Regions from separate parts of the Mus musculus genome. Here region 2 is linked to region 1. Evidence: chromatin contacts called from public promoter capture Hi-C data. All regions are on one chromosome and are shown on one strand. The core of a region is the stretch at or near the end of the contact, and the rest is flanking DNA. Distances in the headings are between cores, read along the strand shown. Region 1 overlaps Bcar3 (breast cancer anti-estrogen resistance 3). Region 2 overlaps Pde5a (phosphodiesterase 5A, cGMP-specific).

What was found. Promoter capture Hi-C pulls out the DNA fragments that hold promoters and counts their contacts.
Region 2: a promoter capture Hi-C map of liver shows a contact between it and region 1, with 2.2 times the contacts expected there. The contact joins two enhancer-like sites. A contact is called at or near these places in 3 of 39 promoter capture datasets (cranial neural crest, liver and stem cell-derived epiblast-like cells) and 1 of 9 other capture datasets (embryonic stem cells).

What each region holds. Positions count from the first base shown.
Region 1 is chr3:122,471,075-122,475,693 of GRCm38.p6, forward strand. The region is part of intron 3 of Bcar3 (breast cancer anti-estrogen resistance 3); the gene reads left to right. Among named protein-coding and RNA genes, the nearest start is that of Gm34349, 6.8 kb to the right of the region's middle. Within about 2 kb of position 3,242, at least 167 of the 459 cell types and tissues checked have an H3K27ac peak or open chromatin away from gene starts, as enhancers often do. A contact at or near this core is called in liver, where this site is marked.
Region 2 is chr3:122,857,485-122,862,507 of GRCm38.p6, forward strand. It overlaps Pde5a (phosphodiesterase 5A, cGMP-specific), which reads left to right. Exons shown (of 21, transcript NM_153422.2): 21 at 1-1,890. It also overlaps the pseudogene Gm9364. Among named protein-coding and RNA genes, the nearest start is that of Gm34577, 9.4 kb to the left of the region's middle. Within about 2 kb of position 3,282, at least 12 of the 459 cell types and tissues checked have an H3K27ac peak or open chromatin away from gene starts, as enhancers often do. A contact at or near this core is called in liver, where this site is marked.

The DNA of each region.
Region 1 (4,619 bases), core at 1,992-4,491:
TCCATTTTTATCAGCTGCCCAAGTGCACGCTTGCTCACTCCGTGTGTGGATGAGCTGGCCAGCCTCCATGCCTTTCTCTCTGGAAATGAGATAAGGATGTGTCAGACCCTGGGAATGAGAACATACTGTTTGGCCCTCTGAGGCAATTTCCCAGTTCTCTCCAGATGGCATCTAATTGTTTCTTGAATGACCTCAGTGTCCAGGCTGCAGGAACCTGGTCCGAGAGGCCATTCCACATATTTATTAGCTTGTGGATGAGAACTTACTGCATAAAGCCTCCATTCACCCTCTCCAAAGAGCTTTCTGTGCAGAAGAAGCTGCGAAGCTGATGGACCGCTTCCTGTGCCCCAAGGCTCCAGCTGGGCTCTGGTCTTTCCCAGGCCCAGGTGGCTGTGTTAGGATCGGGGTGTGTGTGCTCAGTTGAATTCATCCTGTGTGGACTCTCATCTCTGTGTCCTCCTGGTCTTTACAGAAGCGGCCTGGATCTGAGCAGAGCCAAGGCGGTGCGAGCTGAGAATTACCTCATTTTGCCTCGCTTCCTCCCAGTTTGGAATCCCAGGTTGCTTGCAGACTAAGAGACCAAGGCGATTATTTGGATTAAAATAAGAAAAGTCTGCCTTGGTTTCCTGTCTGCTGTTGAGATAAAACACTCTGGCTTAGGAGAGAAAGGTTTCATTTGACTTACAATGCCAGTTTATAGTCTGCTATTTCCAGGAAATCAAGGCAAGAATTTGAGGCAGCTGGTCACAACATGTCCAAGAACAGATAAAGGATAAAAAAATGCACACATGCCCACTTTCTCTCTACTCTTATACAATACAGGACCCAAATCCAAGGCGTGGTCCTGTCCACAGTGGGCTGGGCCTCCCACCTCAATTAATTTAATGAAGACAGTCCCCTCCAGGGATGGAGAGATGGCTCAGCGGTGAAGAGTGATTGCTGCCCTTGGCAGAGACTCAGGTTCAGTTCCCACCACTCACACAGCGGCTCGCAACAGCCTTAACTCCAGATCCAGGGGATCTTGCATCGTCTTTGGACTGCTGTGATCACTACATGCATGCGGCACATATACGTAACATACATCCAGACAGGACACCCACACTCATGAAATAAAAATAAATAATAAAACTCGAAAAATGGAAGAGAGACTCCCAGAGACATACATGTCTCAGAGCAACCCAATGTTGCCAAACCTCGTTAATCCTGACTTTCATCCCAGGTGATTTTAGAATGTATCAAGTTAACAGCTCTGTCACAAGTTCTAATCCAAACAGAGGATGGCAAAGCTGGCTCATTTTGTGTGTGTGTGTGTGTTGGGGGTGGGTATTGTGCCATTTCTCATGCCTGTGTGGGTGACTATTTGGGGAGCAGAGGATAGGTTCCCTACTTTTCTACATCTAAGATGAATAAAAACCACATCTCCAGAAATACATGTGCACGATTCTTATACATCCATCTGCCAAGGTGTTTGTGGACTTCAGTTTGAGAATCTCTACACAGCGCTCAGCGTTTCCTGGGCCCCTATTATATTTAGACGTCGTCACGCTGAATGTTGTGGTGACTATGAAGAAGAGATGGTTTCAAAGTCATTCTAACAGCTGTACCCGGGAGGCAGGGTGGAAGCTGGAGCTCGGAGCTGGGCATAAGGAAAGCCGTGGGAGGGAGAAGGAACTCCCCAAAGGCCCTGACGACTGAAAACCGGGGCTTCCAAGCCCTGAAACCCCAGCTGCAGAACACATCTAAGGGGGATCTGAATGTGTGTGGAGATGGTGTCAATTTCATGCCTTCAAGTTTTCCTCTTAGGTTTGACCACCAGAGGGGCTCCTGGCTTCTGGAAGTGGGTGGCTTTGCAAGATCTCTGAATCTGGTCCAATAGCCAAACGGCCTTTAAGAAATGCCCTCAGGGGGCTGGTGAGATGGCTCAGTGGGTAAGAGCACCCGACTGCTCTTCCGAAGGTCCAGAGTTCAAATCCCAGCTTGTGATGGTTGTGATGGTGGCTCACAACCATCCGTAATGAGGTCTGACTCCCTCTTCTGGAGTGTCTGAAGACAGCTACAGTGTACTTATATATAATAAAAATAAATAAATTTAAAAATGTCCTCAAGAAGTTTTAAGATAGTAGATCATGCCAGGGCCTGCTAAGGGGAAGTTGTAAGATGTTGGTTCACAGTTGCGCCTAGGCTGGGAGGGTGCTGTGCATGGCTCAAAGGTCACACTCCTACTCAGTGACACAGAACATCCTAGTTCCAATCTCCTTCTCCTCCCTAAAGGCAAACCATGTCTTCTCTATCCCAGAAAACTCAGGACAACTCAGTTCTTCCACATGTAAGTCCCTGGAGTAGACTGAGGAAGACCGTTCATTTCCACCTGCTGCTGACGCACCAGCGAAGAGCCCTGTTATTAACCGGGAAAATCATATACATGGCTTCATGCAGCGTCAGCCCGTGTCGGCTCCTTTTTAGCGTCTCTCAGACGCAGAGATGGCACACAAGCCTGCAGCGGTGTGCCCAACACGGTGTGCTAGCCAACACCTTGAACTTAAGCTCAACTTCATTGTCATTGACATTTTAAGAAAACATTTTAGGAAAACAAGTTTTAAGGACACACTGTTCCATCTCCTTTACTCCCAAGCTTGATAAAGGGTCCGGTGATTGGGTTAATCTCAAATTTGAATCTCAGGATAAGCGATCCTGTAAACTTAACCTGTTGATACAAAGTAGTAAACTTCCTTCTGGGAAGGGCCCGGGTGGAGCAGTCTTTGCTGCTGCTCCTTCTGGGAAGTAGAACACCCCAGGGCTGCTAGTCTCTTGTGTCTGCCTCTCTCAGCGCAGAAGCTGTGTTTTCTCAGGTCAGCTTTGTGCACGGATCACACAGTGGAAGCCTAGCCTTCCGGTCTTCCCATTCAAAAGGAAAAGGAGAGCTTCCTCCTCAATTCCAGTTTGAAAAATCCCAGGGAAGCTCTCAGGTTCATCTCAGGTTGGTCATATGTTCACCCTCAGACAGCTCACTGTCCAGTACTCTGACTGGATTACACATCCAGCTCGCAAGGGTGAAGACACATGCTATCTAGTAACTGAGCTATTGAGAAGCACTGAATTAGGTTGTTAGGTCCGCTGTCAACAAGCAGTCACTGATAAGCAGGAGGCAGGAGACACTCCCCCACCCCCACTCTCTAGGGCTGCCAGCTCTGAGAGTTGTAAGGTTACAGGAAGTCTGCTAAGTGACTGAGCCCACATCAGAAAAGGGGCAGGCTTATTCGTCAGTCCAGCCAATGGGAGAAAAGGACAGGAAGTTCTCCTAGTCAGGGAACTTCTAAAGATGCCCTCTTATGCCAAATCAACGTACCAGTCGTCTCTGCCCTTTCTCTGCTGTGTCTCCCTGTCTGCAGCATTATATATTAAAAGACGGTTTCGTTCTCACTAGTCTCTTGAATTTGTTATGATCATATTTCCAACACCACCATCTGGTATTTACACTTTTCCCCATAAATGTTTTAGGATCATAGTAGGCTATTTTTCTAATTATCTCTGTCTTCTTGGGATACACATATACTGTGTTGACACATGACTGCTAAACTCTGCAGATATTCCTCCCCATACCCTTTTCCATCTTCTTAAAACCTGTACACAGCTCTCTGCAGTTTCACTCTCTTTGGTTTATTTATGGGCTGGATAGTTTCGTGGTGGCCACTGTGACAGAGGAGATAGAAGTGGGCCCTTGGGAGAGCTGTGTATCACCTGATTATCACCTGTGTGGCCTTGGAAAGATTTCTACATCTGTTATCGCAAGTGACCCAGCCCTAAGACACAGTGTTCCAGATAATGATCCAGACTCTCCAGACCCATTCCTGCTGCTCACCCTGGTACCTCCCCCTTCCTCCACCCAGCCCTCCCACTTACTTTGGAAGGAGTGCCGTAAGGTGCACAGGGACAGGGTGGGGGTTGGTGGCATTCTACTAGCCTTTGAACACTGGCAAAAACAACCCATTGTCCTCACCCTAGGCACCAAGTAAAGAAAATATTGACCTTTTAGATGTCACTTCTGAAGACATCGTTGTACTTGGCAGCCATCAAGGAAGTGAAGACATTGGCTGCCGATCAATGCAGTCTCTCACAGAGAGCCTTCGGATCCGGCCTTTCCCCACCAAGGGCACAGGAGGTCTATACACAGAGAGGTGTTCCTGGCTTGTGCTCAACACCTGAGGCTTGCTGCCTCCTGGTCCAGAGATTCTGTTCTCAGCATCCCCAATCTATGAGCTACACTTCCCTGACTGTTATATGTTGTCCAGTATCCCTGACATTGCGGATGAACCCTCAACCTGTGCTGCTGGACTATCTGTCACTGGATGAGGGGAGGTCTGCCTCCTGGATTTGCTTTAGATTAGAGTGTTCTGGTCCTGGCAGTCAGGTGTGATGCTTCTGTTAGCACATCAGATAAAGCAGGTTCTGGCTTGCTCTCATTACTCATTCTAAGAACTACTGCTTGCTGCCCAGACCATGGTGATAATGATGCCCCCCTCCTAGTGTGCTAAACGAGACACTGGTAGAATTCTCAGCAGAAATTCTGGCCCTTGGGAACATCACACACTAGGAAATGAGGTAGAGAGATGTGGGTGACC
Region 2 (5,023 bases), core at 2,032-4,531, 390 kb after region 1:
AAGCACTGTGATATTTTATTGCTGGGTATTTTATTCAAATAATTTTTATTTTATAGGAAAACCATTCCATACATGGAATGCTATCTGTGGTACAAGAACACAAATCATAGTTTTTGTTCTGAATGTGAATATTGCCTTTCTAGTGTCCACTCAAGTTGGAATATATCTATCACATTATATTATCATTCCTCTCTCATGCTGCCGTGAATCCATAGTGCCCGTAATGAACAAGAAAGTGTTCTTGTCCTGGACTGTTCTCTTGACAAATTTCTTGGCTGGCTATAGTGAAATAATATGATATCATGTCATTTTTAACTTTCAGCCAGAAAAATCCTCGTGGTTTGGTAAGTTGTCTATAAAGTTTTCTGATCTTACACGTTTAGAAGAGTTAGCTGCCTTTACCAGTCAGGGTACTCACGTAGTTTGGTTTAGACAAAGCCTGTGTTTAAGGGGCATGCCCCCCAAGAAATAGCTAGCTCTTAAGCTTTTTTATGGACCTTTGAGACCACTGTTGCAAAATGGGGTATTGAGGTAATGACCTGACAGCGCCCGTCATTTCTTCGCTGAGTTCCTTAGATGGAAAACAAGTATTGTTAATTCACTCCACACAGACCTGGCTCGGAGCAAAAATGTAGGATGATACTCTGTCACTGGTTGGCTAATTACAAAGAAGAACTTCTTTTAGCAGCAACACGGAGACAAGAGTATATATGAACTTGAGTCAGAAATTCTTGCCTACCAGTTAAGTGCCTTTACTCTCAGAACGCTGCCGAAGTGTAAGGCTTGGCACCTATCACATTTCCAAATTTCCTGTGTTTCTCACTAGATTACACTCCTAAACCTTATCAGGTAAGCGGCATGGCCTTTTGCTTTAACTTGATTTAAGATGAGAAGAGATGAAATGTTCCCCGCTCTCCTGTAAACAGCTGTCTCAAATAAGGTGGCAGAATTTAATGACTCAGTGTCAACCATGCATCAGCCCGTTTCTTATTAAATCCTCTCCGTATGTTAGGCACAGTGCTCAGATGCTGAGACACAGCAGGAAGTGCCAGGAGCTCATGGGCCAAGCATGGAATGAGTAAGGGCATCGCTTCTCATCCCGCCAACTCAATGTGCAAGTATATAGGGCTTTCCACCACTTTCCCCTTCTTCTGTAACATACATAACATGCACTTTTATCCAAAATTTCTTAAGAATCTGTCAGTGAACATTCCGGCTTCCTGTTGGCGTGGACCATTTACCTTGCTGATAGCTTAAAGAGCACCTTACGCAAGGAGTCACATCTTCCACAACATAGGTCATGTTTCCATATTGCAACTAGAGAGAGAGAGAGAGATCGGAGTTCTCAGACTATTCAACTGCAGATTTGGACTCTTTCTGCCCTCTCACAGAGAGCAAAGAAGGAAGTATTAAAGCTTACCTCACCCTTCCACATTGTTATCAAAAGCCTGTGTAGACATGTCTTGAATGTCATTGAAAGTGATGTAAATAGCTGAAAAATATAAATTTCTATTACCGTTTAAGAACTCTAGTGAACCCTGATTCGCCACTGTTGATGACCTATTTGTATTCTTATGCCTTTTCAATATATCTGAACAAATATATAGTTTCTGGCACTATTTTTATACTAGCGTAAAAGAGTTACTATGTAAATTATGTTTTGTTGTGAAGTCATCTAAAAATGGCTGAAATGTCGGTTTCTTTCCTTTCCTCACCCCACATTATAAACCATTTCCAGTGATCCTTCTGTAAGAATGTGACTCTGCAGAGGCACACACCCACCTGCCTCGGGTGTCTGTGGAGTCAGACCTGGTCAGGGTACTTGTGAAGTCACCACGTTGTCAGTTGTCATTTTTGCAGTGCTGTAAAAATAAAGTGAATGAACGAGAATGTGTGTGGTGTGATCATTAGGGGACTTAAGGCTCTAAGACTGAGGGCTTTCCACTGGAAAAGCTTAATCCAGCTGGTCTGAGAGAATTTTACACTGTGGCTTGATCACTAGTTAGTCTTTACATAGACCCTTCAGTAATAGTCTTTTCCTTTTTTCATTGGTAATGTCTCATGCTGCCAATTTGAGGGTAGTGTTTCCCACCATAAAGGCACTGTGGAGGGGCGTGGTAGTAACAGCCTGGTGTCCACAGGGAGCTAAACTTAGGTATTTCCTTCTTGCTAAATGACTTGAACCAGAGTCGAGTCCAGATGTGTAGCTTCACAGCCAATGCTAAGACTACACCTTGCTTTTTTTGAATGCAGCGTTTTAAAACTCCCACATCCAGTCTTATTGGATCGAATGTCTAGAAGCTTTATAAACCACATGTTTCTCAGCCAGTTTGGTTCTCCTTTATTTAGTTCTCTTGATAAAGGTTAATGTGATGCCTCAAGGGACTCACTGCTGTTTCTGGTATAAAAAGCAACATGGTAGAGATACTAGGTTTTTGTTTGTTTGTTTGTTTGTGCCACTAGGCAAGCTCTCTTAACTGGTTGAGAAAACATCTCACCCCCAAAGAGTGCCGCCAGTACCCATAATAGAATACTTACAATTTCTGACCATGAGAGGGTGCCAGAAATTCATTTTTTAAGTACTAACTGCCATAAAGAATAATTTAAAAACTGCTCCTTCAAATATTTTTGGTAACTAAATATACAAAGAACTCCAACTGAGAACTTCTGAAAGTAATGAAAATTTCATCTCTCTATTAATTTCTATGAAAATGTAAAGCTTTGTTTACCCCTTTAGTCCAGCGAGCAGGCTGAGATTTTCTCCAAGCAAAAAATAAGATCACTTAGTTCTCTGCTGCTCGGACTTCCACTCCCAGGACAGCAGCCCTTTCTGTAGAACTAGGAAGCCGTAAACACACAATCCTGGGGCTGTCTCTCAGCAATCAGGAATTCCAGGCCCTACATTAAAAAGTTGCAGGAGACACTGAGTTTGCATTGAGTAGTCTCTGCTTTATGCTACGTTCAGCTAAAGGTCGCAGGGTTAGGAGAAGGATTTGTAGCTAACAAGCCAGTTGTTTACAAACCCCAAGAAATGGGAATGGAAATCATAGTTATTTGGAGCCCAAAATCCTAATTAAATTGTATGCATGCCAAGCATGATAGTTTGGAGCCTGACTATGTCCTGAATCATTGACCTGAGCCCTGGTTCACATTTTCTCTTTGTGTCACTCTTTGCCTTTGAAAGAATCTTCGGGAAATTAGATGACTCCTGTCAGGGTGTTCTTAAGGTGTGTGCTCCCACTTGATCAACCAGGTTTCTAATCCCATGTGTGCTGGCTGGTTGCTCTCATGTTGACACAAGCCTAGACCAATCCGGGGAGAGGGAATTGAAAAAAGTGCTTCCACCAGATGGTCGGTGGACAAATCAATAGACATTTTCTTCATTAATGATTGAGGTGGGAGGGCCCGGCCCATGGTAGGTGGTGCCACCCCTGGGCTGGTGGTCCTTGGTGCTATAAGAAACCGGCTGAACAAGCTTTAAGGAGCAAGCCAGTAAACAGCACGGCTCTATCGCTTCTACTTCAGTTCCTGCCTCCAGGTTCCTACTCTGGCTTTTCTTCATGTTGTGCTACATCTGTAAGTTGAAGTCTCTCTCTCTCACGCACACACATACACACACACACTCGCTCTCTCTCTCTCACGCACACACATACACACACTCTCTCACACACACACACATACACACATACTCTCTCTCTCTCTCTCTCTCTCTCTCTCTCTCTCTCTCTCTCTCTCTCTCTCTCTCTCTCTCTCGGTGTTTTATTACAGCAATAGAAAAGTAAAGGTTGGCCCCATACCAGTGCTCCTGTGGGCAGTGCCTACTGGACTCCATGGATTATAAAGAAACAAGGAAAGCTTGGGAAGGTGTCGGGTAGGAGGTGTATCTGAGGATATAAGGGAAGCTGTGGGGAGTGGAAATATGGTCAAGACAGATTCTATGTGCATTTGAAATTCTCAAAGAACTTATGTACTTTTAAAATAACTTTCTAGTGTCACTGGTTTAACTAGACCAAGAGGAAAGGTATAAAGATTAACAGTGCTTCTTATGTCGTTCTCTCTGTTCAGAGAGCCCAATGGGAAAAGCCAAGGGGCTGTTCTACTAGTCCCAGAACAATAAGAAGAAAGCCTGGGGTGTGTCGACAGGGCTGTCTTGCCTGTCAGTGCTCCCTCTGTTTCTGGAAATTATTCAGCCTTTTTAACCCCGTCCTCCAGACAAACACTCTATCCTGGGCCTACACTGCCTTGACCTACAAAGCTCTATTAGGTTTTCAGCATCGCTCTGCTTTGAAGGTGCCCACCAAATTTTTTTTTTAGTGAAAAAAAAAAGTTTTTTTAATGATTTCTTCCTCTTCATAAAATTGAGTTCTTTGTTAAGACATTGACTCTAGCTGGGGAAGCACTTCCGGGTCGCCGCTGGCTGCCAGTTCTTGGCGCGATGAGGAAACTGAGGCCCAGAGAGGTTAAGTGTATTGGCTAAAATCAAAGAGCTAGTAAGTGATGGAGCCAGGACTCAAACTCAGGAGCCATGTCCACCTTGTTCCCTTCACTCTTCCCTCATGTGACTGAGACGCTGTGGTTTAATCTGGACCGACCCTGTGTGGAGGAGACAGAGCTGCAGCAGCAGGAGCAGCAGCAGCAGGCTGGCTCCAAAGCATCGCAGAAAAAGACAACAACCTGGTACCTATTGGCAAGCCGGCCTCAGAGCACTACAATGATGAGGAAGAAGAGGATGATGAAGATGATGAGGACAGTGAAGATGACTCAGAAGATGATGAGGACATGCAAGACATGGATGAGATGAATGACTATAATGAGTCACCTGATGATGGAGAGGTCAATGAGGTGGACATGGAAGGCAACGAACAGGATCAGGACCAGTGGATAATCTAGGTAGACAAGCCAAGGTAGCCTCAGAGTGATTCCAGACCACCCCAACCTATTTTGAATCTACAGCCTCAGCCCCTCAGCCTGCAGAACCAGCTTGTGGCTGTAGTGCCTAAAGCTTTCCCTTAGGCACTTTCTC